Regions from separate parts of the Mus musculus genome. Here region 2 is linked to region 1. A link is a contact called in public Hi-C data. All regions are on one chromosome and are shown on one strand. Each heading gives the region's core, a stretch centred on a gene start, on an enhancer-like site or on the middle of the called end of the contact. The rest is flanking DNA. Distances are from core to core; before and after follow the strand shown. Region 1 has its middle 13 kb from the start of Fjx1. Region 2 overlaps Slc1a2 (solute carrier family 1 (glial high affinity glutamate transporter), member 2).

Region 1 (5,178 bases), core at 1,478-3,977:
ATGTTTCTCACCCACAAATTCTCACCCACAAACCACACCCTGATAATACTCATTTGGATGGACGGACACACACACCTGGAAGAAGTGCTGGTTGGCAAGAGGAAGAAGACTGATAGGCGTAAGAAAGAATCAAGAGAGGATAGCTAGATTGTAAGTATGATTGAAATACGTGTGAATGTGTGAAAATGTCACAATGAAACATTTCATTATGTATAAGTGATAGATGCTTTTAAAAAGTGGGTTTTTTTTTCTAAATACCTACTATTGGAGGCTGGAGAGATGGCTTAGCAGTTAAGAGCACTGACTGCTCTTCCAGAGGTCCTGAGTTCAAATCCCAGCAACCACATGGTGGCTCACAACCATCCCTAATGAGATCTGACGTCCTGTTCTAGTGTGTCTGAAGACAGCTACAGTGTACTTACATATAATAAATAAATAAATAAATAAATAAATAAATAAATAACCTACATATAAAATGTAATGACTCTAGAAATAATTTTTTTTTTTTTAGGGAAAAAAAAGTCCTTTCTCTTTAATGCCTTCCTCTGTAATCTGCTATTAGAATTTATGTATGTATCTGCCTGGACTTTTTTCCTGGAAATGTGTGTATTTGGTACTTTTATTTTTCGACAATGCACAGCAGAGTTTCATAAAAGCTCTCTTGCTATAAGAGAGACTTTCCTGAAATCACATAAAATACCATCCCTATATGATTCCTAGGGGCCCCATTCACTCAAAATAATGGAAATTTAAATTCAACCGTCCTGCTAGGGGAGTGAGCCGAAGCCCAGGACTCTCATTTGTGTTGCTGTTGTATTTCTGTTGTTCCTGTCTCTGCTGCTTTAATTAGTGCATGGCACCATCTGAAGCAATGCCATTTTTATTCCCGTTATGGCCAGAGGCAGTTAGCACACACTTCACAGGACCTTTAATTTTAAGAAAGCCAGTCAACCTGCTGTCCTGCTTCAGTGCCTCCAGGGAAGAGGACACCCTGAGGCTGAGGCTGAGGCTGAGGCTGAGGCTGAGGCTGAGGCTGAGGCTGAGGCTGAGGCTGAGGCTGAGGATGCTGTCCAACGGCATGCACCTCTACGAACATGCACGAAGCCCAGGACTCAGTCCCCAGCACTGCCTACACAGCACATGGGGGCATGCTCCTGTAATCCCGGCCCTTGGGAGGTATGTGCAGGAGGCTGGGGGTTCAAGGACATCCTTGGCTACTTAGTAAATTCAGTATCTAAAAAACAGACAGACAGAGGGAGAGAGGGGGGACCAGGAGGGATGGGAGGAAGGAATATTTTTTTCCACATAGGTATTAGAAGAGTCCTCCTGTCCTTTCTGAGCACATAGTTATGGACTGTAGGCTGTTCACAGAACTTATGTGTATTTTTTGTTTGGTTGGTTAGTTTTTGGTTTTGGTTTTTGGTTTGTTTGTTTTTTGTTTTTTTTTTTTCAAGACAGGGTTTCTCTGTGTAGCCCTGGCTGTCCTGGAACTCACTTTGCAGACCAGGCTGGCCTTGAACTCAGAAATCTGCCTGCCTCTGCCTCCCAAGTGCTAGGATTAAAGGTGTGTGCTTCTGCCGCCACCACCACATGTTAACAACAGACTTCACATAGGAAATTCTCCAAAAGTTAACCAAAATTTTATATTTAGCAATAAAAAGAGAATAGACTTAAAGGCTTAACCTAAAATTCTGCTTTTAAATCAGCTTTCAGTCACTGTGACAGAATCTTTGAGAAAATCAACTTAAAAGGGGAAAGTTTTATTTTTGCTCTTGGTTTCAAAGGTTTTGGTCCCTGGTCATGAATGCATGTTTCTGGGCCCTAGAAAGGCAAACTGCTGTGGCTGGGAGCAGATGTAACAGAAAGGTGGCAGACAAGAGCAGAAGAGAGGGGAGAGTTGGGACAAGAGTGGGCCCCAAGAGTGTGCTCCTGACACTTATTTCGTCCACTGTGAGCCTTTGTTCCACAGTGCCCACCACCTCCCAGGACCTCACTCAGTTATAAACATAGCATCAGGCTACCTTATGAGTGAGATGCAGGCACCCTTTGAGAGCCCTCAGCACATGGACTTTAGAGGGACATTTCCGATCCAAACCACAGCATTGCTGTCACAGGATTAATACAGCTTTTCGGGAAGCAGGAGGGATGTCCTAATTCTCAGGCTATAAGATTTAACACTGCAGCTCTGTGATAGGTCCCAGAGATGCAAGATTTTAGGTCATTGTGCACTGGCTTTCCAAAACCCAGAGGTTAATATGGATAGCCTGGAAATGTCCCGTCCCAGTTTGGCACCTGATTGTCCCTCTGTAGAGTCATGCCAACCTGAGGCATTCACCTAAGCTCTCTGAATCTTGCTTGCTCTTCTGTACACAGGGGCCATAACTTCACCCAAGAGCCCTTGTAAGGAGACACCAGCTGCTTTACATGTAGTAAGCCCTACACATTTGATTGACAGTCAGCTATCGCAGTTATCAGAGATGGCTATGCCTCTGCCCTCACACACAGTTTCTCACCATTTGCCAGCAACACAACTTCATTCCCCACCCCACCCAACCCCACACCCCCCACCCCACCCCACAAACAAAACAAATCACAAGGAATGAGTTGGACAGATAGTAGTAGGATTTACTGACCCTGGGAAGGACTCTGGCTGAGAAGGAGAGGCCTCCAGGCAAGTCCTCTGTGGGCGGACGTTGCCAGGAAGCATTGGGAAGGGTGAAAGCATCCCCAGTCCCTCCCAGATGGCCAGGCTCCCACTTCTTAGTTTCTCACTCCTTCTTCAGCCTCTCCAGCCCTGGCTGGGCTCCTCTTTCCTGGGAAACACAAACAGGCAGCAGAGAAAATGCAGTCTGCCTTTGAGCTTAGTCCAGGCAATTCTTAAATCATCCTGCCCTGGGGGTGATGGGACGTTTGCTCTCCTTGGCCTGCCCTTGTCCCCCAACTGCAATCTTCCTCATACTTTCTGTATGTTTAGCAATATGAAACCCAGCTAGCTATCAAAAAAAATGGCTACTCCTGTTTACTTTTCTTTGCCCAAACCACGGTCTCAAACTGCGGCCTTTATTAATCTGTCAGTCAGAACTAGGCAAATGTACGGAAATGCTGGATCTGCTAACTAACTGCTGGAACTCCAAAGACGAGTGTCGTTACTGTTGCAGGGCAGAGGGAACGCCATCACCATTTACTCAGACCCAAGGCGATGTGTCACTCTGTCATGTAGTACACAGCAAATGAGTGATGGATCACGCTGCTTGGTGGTGATTTTTATTGGCTCCCCATAGAAGACAACCAAATGCTTTTTGTTGAGATCTTACAGTTGAGCTCCGCCTGCTTTATTCACTGTCAGAGAGCTTTCATTATTATTTTCAAAGGAACACAAGGCTATAGTTTCTTTTCTTTTCTTTTCTTTTTTTTCTTTTTTTTTGGGGGGGTTGTTTTTTGGGTTTTTTTTTTTTTTTTGGTTTTTTTTCGAGACAGGGTTTCTCTGTGTAGCCCTGGCTGTCCTGGAACTCACTCTAAAAACCAGGCTGGTCTCAAACTCAGAGATCTGCCTGCCTCTGCCTCCCAGGTGCTGGGATTAAAGGCGTGCGCCACCACGCCCGGCAAGGCTATAGTTTCTTGGAAATCAAAAAACTACAAAATAGTGGGGAGCGAGACATGGGGAATGGTGGTGGTCCCATGCAGAGTTCCCCCTTAACAATACCTGTTCTGACTGTCAAAGGCTGGAATCTTTGTCTCCAAGAGGACTAATCAGATTTCTCTTTCCTGGAATGTAAAAGCATAAATGAATGGTAAACTGGGATATCTTAGGGCCACACCCTTGATAGAAAGCCTCCATGACAATGGCAGCATCTATAACCTAAGCATTCAGAGAGCTGAGGAAGAAGGATCCTTGAGTTCAAGGCTAGCCTGGGCTATTTAGTGAGAGCCCATCTAAAAACCAAAAGCAAACACAACAATAATAAATCCTGCTTTCAGGTGCTTACGAAATATGACACTTGTCTGTGCCTATTGACTCTGATTCTTCCACAATGCAATAGCTTGTGGTCGATGCCAGTGTGGTGCCTGTACCTTGTACAGTCACACACAGGCACGTGTTCAAAGTGTACACACACACACACACACACACACACCCTACGTGTGTGCATAATGCTCTATGAAATAAAATGAAAATGTATACAGTTAAAGTGTAACAATTGTCTATGCAGCTGGGTGTGGGACTTTTAATACTGATTAAAACCACTACATACTGGGGGCTGGAGAGATGGCTCAGTGGTTAAGAGCTTTGACTGTTTCTCCAGAGGTTCTGAGTTCAAATCCCAGCAACCACATGGTGGCTCACAACCATCTGTAATGAGATTTGACACTCTCTTCTAGTGTGTCTGAAGACAGCTACAGTGTACTTACATATAATAAATAAATCTTTTTTAAAAACCACTATATTCTGGAGCCAATACTTCACTCCTATATAAAAGCAAGAATGTCTCCTTTTGGAAAGGAGAAAACAAAGATGGGAAAACTCTTGTGTCATTCAGGCAGGTTTGTAACTTCTATACAACCATGATGAGTTCCACCATTGCCCCCAACCCTATGGCCCTCTAAAGGGGAAAGGCCACAGACCAGAGCATATGTGGGCTTGCTTTCATCTGGTGGGAGCAAAGAGTATCCAGTATGGCGACAGGAAAATGAAGGAAGCATTTTACCGTTCCCTCTTGAGCATCTCCGGGTCATTTTATGTTTTGTTTCTTTTGTTTCTTCCTCTCCTTCTTTCTTCTCTCTTTCTTTTTATTACACTCAGAAAATAAGTTGTCTTTGTCTCTCTGGCTGCTTTGATTAGTTCTTAGGGTAACCAACAGAAACAGGAAGACAGAGAAAATGATTTCAAAGTAGTCAAGTAGTCATGTTCTCTTTCCCTCAGCATCATCTCCCAACACACACACACACACACACACACACACACACACACACACACACACACACACTTTCCTAAAAAGCAAGACAGAGAGTTTATCAAATGGGAGTGGGGCTTGGAATGTTCAAGCCCTTCGGTGATTCTCAGGTTTCTTTTTCTGTCCTCATTTACTGGCATGTTTGTGGAGGTTGTATACTCATGAACCATCCACATGTAGTTGGCTTGTGGATAACAGTAAGGATTTGAGGCCATGGAAACCCTGAGAA
Region 2 (5,277 bases), core at 193-2,692, 220 kb before region 1:
GTCAGTTTTATATTCTGTGTACACAGTACTGGATTACATAATGACATTTCATGCAAGTCTATTTTATTGTTTGGTAGATTCCCTTCATAGCACCTCTCTCCCCCTTCTCACCCCCACCTCCTGTTACATTCCTTTATTCCCTGAGGTAGTTTTATTTCCACTTTTATGTTATGCATACAAAGATGTCTCTATATAAAATCTGGACACTACACTTGAGAACAAATACTCTATCTGTCTTTCTGAGACTGAATTCCTTTACTTAGCAAGGTTAGATCCAGTTGTATCCACAGCATCAGCCTACCATGGTCCAATATGGCCTGTCAACTGTTTATGTAAATGAAGTTCCCAGAAATCAACTTATCTGAGATTACTCATCTGGTCACCAGAAAACAGAATCAGAGTCTGTTTCAATACATACATGAACATGTGTTCAATACATACATGAACATCTGTTCAACACATACATGTTCAGGTACATACACAGACACACACATAGACACACACGGTTACTGGGTTACATACACAAATAAAACATTAGTCAGTCTCAGCAAGGCCTGAGACACCATTTCTACCTCAAGCACACTTTCCCAAAACTCTACTCACTCACCCTATCTAGATATTGGTGCAAAAAAAGTGCATGCCTCTAACTACCACCCACATAAGCACCAGCTACCCCAGAAAGAAAGGGGGACAGGTGTGGATTCCCCTAAAAGAGAATCAGATCTTCCAGAGAACTGAAGGGCGTAAATTGTTCTTCCACTTCAGGTAAAACTTCAGCATGCCTTCTCCTCAGCATGCCAGTAAATGCTGCCCTTTGGAGCACATTCTCTCCCTCTTTCACCCTCCTTGGTCAAAGTAGAAGATGTCTACACCCGTCCAGAGTCACATCAAGGATTTTCCTTGAGAGGTCTTGGTTTCTGTATTCAACCCTCAAATCTTAGGGCTTCAATCTCAGATATCTCAATTATTCAAAGTGACTTTGGAAACAGTGTATGGGAAAGGTTTTCTGGGCTGTTTTAAAAAGAGAGACTTGATAAGATAACAATATCTTATCAAGTAACAATTACTCATAACCCTGTGTGTGTGTGTGTGTGTGTGTGTGTGTGTGTGTACCTATACATGTACACATTAAACACAGTTCTCAAAGGGTGAATAGGATTATTTTTGCTTACATCTACTTTAATTTTTTTCTATTGTGAAAAGTCATTTGCTTGTATAATTTTTCTGTTCCTGGTTGGAAAGAGCTCTGTGAAGAGAGTCTGGGGGTAGGGGGAGGTGTTGAGTCCATTGCCAGGCTCCCACTGACTTCTATAGGAAGACACATGACATGACTTCAGGCTAGTATAAAAGTAAAACTGTGATGGGTTGAGGGTCAGTTGCAGAGGTTAGCTAGCCAGCTCTGAGCAAAAGAGAGTCTGCAGCGCCCCCCGGTGTCAGGGCAGTGGAAGTCCCAGGCACAGGCAGAAGAAGCAGGATTCTGCGCATCTCAGGAGAGCAGGCCCTGTGGGCAGCCCCGTGGAACAAACTAGGTTCCCAGTGCCAAGGAGCAGTTAAAGCCTTCTTGAGTTTGTTGTTCATATTTCTTCTTGCCAGATACGACATCTGAAAAGCCCATGTCCTGTCCTTTGGCGGCTCACAGAAAGGGCCCAATGTTCTCACACTCACTTTTTCCCCAAGAGAGCAGAGGGTCTTGGGAAAGCCTACTGAGGGGCTCCCCTGGTCCCTTCAGTGTCGGGACAGCCTTGGCGTCTGCAGAACCTCCTTCTCGAGAAGATTCAGAATCAGTGAGGTGCACACATATTTGCTTGGAGGGAGAGGGTAATAAATATATCATTGACAAGGGTTGAAAGCTGTTTACTTCTGGAGGGCTCAATTGTGCGTGTTTTGGGACAATAGAAGCATCATTGGGTTTAAGCAGTAATAAGCGATAAGTTAAATCAGCCACCTTTTCTAAGCACTTTTGTGTTCCAGCACAGGTCAAAATGACAGGTAGCTAGTATTTCATGCCCCAAGGCAGCCGCCATTACTCCTAATGTATAGTAACCTTATATGAGGAGCCTGCATTTCCATAAGGCCAAATCATGTGTCCAGGAAGTACCTTGCCCTGTATTCGAACATCTTGAGGTTTGTCATTGGCGGCAGCTGTCTTACACTAAGGCTTAGGTCAGAGTAACATGTCATGGAGCAGAAAACCCAGGCTGCATTCTCTGGGCACACAGGCTGTGACGCTGTGTGGCTGCCAGATGGTGAGTAGCCGACTGTCATCCAGAAGCCCCATCTCTAACACCTAGCAGAGGGCCAGCCGATCTGCAAGCATCTGTGAAGTGAATAGCGGGTGCCACATTTTATTGCCACCTGAGTGATGCATGTTACACTCCAGGAGGGTTCTCTGTGTTTACAGCCCCCACATGCAAGGCATCCGCAGTTTCTGATCTCCCTCCAATGCTAATTAATAATTGGGGTCCTTCCCTGATCACTTTAAAGGCAGATGGCTGAAGATGTGGTCCCCAGCGTGCACAGCCCATCTAAAGGACTCTGATAGCCCAGCTCCTCAGTCCTTTCTACAGATTCACTGTTCCAGACAGGGAAGGGAAGCCAACTCCCAAACCTGAGTTCATAATTAAGCCTTGAATCAGACTGGACTTTGGCAATGAGCAGAGGACATCCAGACAACAAGTGAAAGGACATTTTACACACAAAAAGAACAGTCACCCACCACTTCCCCTTCCAACCTGAATACATGCTCCTAGATTTTTTTATCTTCCCTAGAAAAATAACCAAATTTAGGAATAAACCAAAAAGGGAAATGGAGATGCCCTTTGAAGTAGAGTGAGATTGATGCCCAGTTTGCCCTCAGTGAAGTAACACTGGCATCTGACCATTCAGTCAATATGCCTGATAAATGCACATCACAGCTTACACAAGACTATTGTGAATGTGCTGAGACCTTTTACAGTGGCCTACACTTGGGGGAACTCATCCGAAATAAGGCCTATTCTAAAATCGTGTTGAATGTCTTATATAACTTATTGTCTACTGTACTAAAAGGGAATAGCAAAATCAGCATGAGTGTACTCTTACCATCATGAAGACAATACTCGCAAGTCAAGACATCTTAAGTCGGAGACCATCTGGTTACTTGAAATGGACCAAGCACCCTCCCATTCACTTGACCGTGAACCTTCTGTGAGTGTTCCCTCCCTTGGCTTCATTCTAACTCTCTTTCCAATACTTCTTCTTGACCCACTGAAAAAGAGTCACTTCCATTCCAAGATCAACCTTTTCTTTTTTCCTCAAAAGGCAGACTATTTTACTTCCCCCTGCTCAGGTAGCCCCATTGTCCTGGCTTTCTTAGGACATTTGCAGCACACATTTTATAGATACCCTGTCCCTGATGTAATGTCAGCTGACATAGAGTGACCAAAGTCACATTCAGGTCTCCGAAGCCTCTGTGTGCTGTGCAGGCATCACAGGAACAGGCTGCTTGCTTTCAGCATCCACACCCTCGTTCCTATGGATGGTGAATATGCAGAGAGGAATGCTTGAACTTGAACATGCAGATGTGCAGAGGTACCTTAAAAATACACCAAATACCTGAAAGTTCAAATAGCTAACTGAATTCTCCTGGTTGAAAACAACAACAATAAAACCTAACTTCAGCTCGAAGACTGTGAACTTTGTCCTATTTAAAATGCCTGTGTGATCTAGCAATAACTGACCAGATGGGCAGATGCCTGCTTGTCCCTGAAGAGTGCATCCTATAGTCTTACCTTCCCTTGATTCCATGGATGCTGCAAGGTTGTCAATCCACTGGCCAAGAGCAGATGGAAAACCAAGTAAATTGAAAGCCAGAGATTGGGTCAGTCTCTTAGGAGTGACCACTGCCATTTGTCCCTGGGCTTGGAGAACCCCAATACTGTGTTTCAATTTTGTTACATAAGAAGCCATTGGTAAAGGAGGAAAGGGCTTTGCCCAAAGGCGTGGCAACTCTTTATGAAGCCCAAGTAACTCAGATGGAAGTTACATTGTCTGTGGAAAGTATTCCTCCCCTTTGTGGGCTTAGAGGGTACCCTGCCCCTAATGACCACTCACTTCCCTCTGAACCTGGCATCTTGTGGGAAGTGACAGTTCCAGAGAGCAAGTGAGAGGGACGCTCTCACGGGGAGCAAAGTCAGCCTGTGCCTCTGGCTGCATCCCGCACAGCGATTAGCCCTGACTTCAAGAGCAACCCGATCTGAACAAGTATGGACTGTTCCTGAGCAGTTAGGACACTGGGATCATGTCACATGTCATGGCAGCTCCTCTTGGAAAGACCAGAGGAGAGGCCTCTGACCTGTGACGAAGACAGGGCTCAAGCCAGGCACTCATATTGAGTTATCTCTCAGGAGACCGCCCATAAAAAAAAAAGCTTCCAAGTTGTTTTGTTTTAAACACTGAAACCAGCTAGGTTTATAGTTACCATTATTATGTTATTTTATTTGTCTTTAATAGAATCTGTACATTGGCATCATACCTGTATGTGTGAGGCTGGGAAGCAAAGGGAACCTAACTCTTCCATCTCACTCTGTGACTAGGGCAAGATGCGCAGAAGGAGCCGACATCCAGCCTAGGGAGAGGCCCAGCTTCACCCTCACGAGAAAGGAGAAGCAAGAGCACAAACTGACCAGGTAAGGGACCTGAGAAAGTGGTCAGTTATTGCTCCATCACACAGACGGACAGAGGGGAGGCTTATGGCCTTTCTGAACCACTGCTGGAAGCTTTGGCCACGATACTGTGATTCTGTGTGTGCATCCTTCCAAAGTCCACATGTTGAAATCCCAATCTCCAAAGAGATAGTATTAGGTACTATCACTTGTCACTGAGCAGTGATGAAGTCACAAGGATGAAGCCCTCAGGAGTAGGATCAGCACCCTAATTATAAAAAAAAAAAAAAAAGCATCCTCATTTCCCTGAGGACACAGGTAAAAAATGTCATCTGCCTTATCAGACCCTAACTCTGCCACCACCTTGACCTTGCACTTCCCAGCCTCCAGAAGCACAGAAAACTTCAATTATTCATTAGCCATCAGTTTATGGAAACTTGTGAAAGTGGCCCAAATAAATTCAGACATGGAAGAACCTCATTTTTTTCTTTTCCCCAGTCTTCAGAACTCAGAAGGCATATTGTGAAAGCTGTTTGGTCCAGCAGCCAGGGAGATTGGGGATCAAAACATTAGTTTTTGACCTGGAACTTCAGATTGGCAAAGAGGCAGGCCAAGTGTTCTGGAACATTCTGAG

The links. A called contact is a pair of places that touch in the nucleus more often than the background predicts.
Region 2: a contact with region 1 is called in a Hi-C map of cerebral cortex, with 2.5 times the contacts expected there. The contact joins two enhancer-like sites. A contact is called at or near these places in 2 of 39 promoter capture datasets (the 3T3-L1 cell line and pre-B cells), 1 of 15 datasets of contacts at CTCF or cohesin (the NIH/3T3 cell line), 13 of 484 Hi-C or Micro-C datasets (B cells, the Patski cell line, cerebellum and 7 more) and 3 of 115 datasets of contacts at active chromatin or transcription factors (astrocytes, bone marrow-derived dendritic cells and embryonic hindbrain).

Annotation. Positions count from the first base shown.
Region 1 is chr2:102,461,765-102,466,942 of GRCm38.p6, reverse strand. No RefSeq gene overlaps it. Among named protein-coding and RNA genes, the nearest start is that of Fjx1, 13 kb to the right of the region's middle. Within about 2 kb of position 2,727, at least 48 of the 459 cell types and tissues checked have an H3K27ac peak or open chromatin away from gene starts, as enhancers often do. A contact at or near this core is called in cerebral cortex, where this site is marked.
Region 2 is chr2:102,678,521-102,683,797 of GRCm38.p6, reverse strand. All of the region lies in intron 1 of Slc1a2 (solute carrier family 1 (glial high affinity glutamate transporter), member 2), which reads right to left. LOC115489466 (a long non-coding RNA gene) reads right to left here. Exons shown (of 2, transcript XR_003953884.1): 2 at 1,192-5,277. Among named protein-coding and RNA genes, the nearest start is that of Slc1a2, 22 kb to the right of the region's middle. Within about 2 kb of position 1,442, at least 6 of the 459 cell types and tissues checked have an H3K27ac peak or open chromatin away from gene starts, as enhancers often do. A contact at or near this core is called in cerebral cortex, where this site is marked.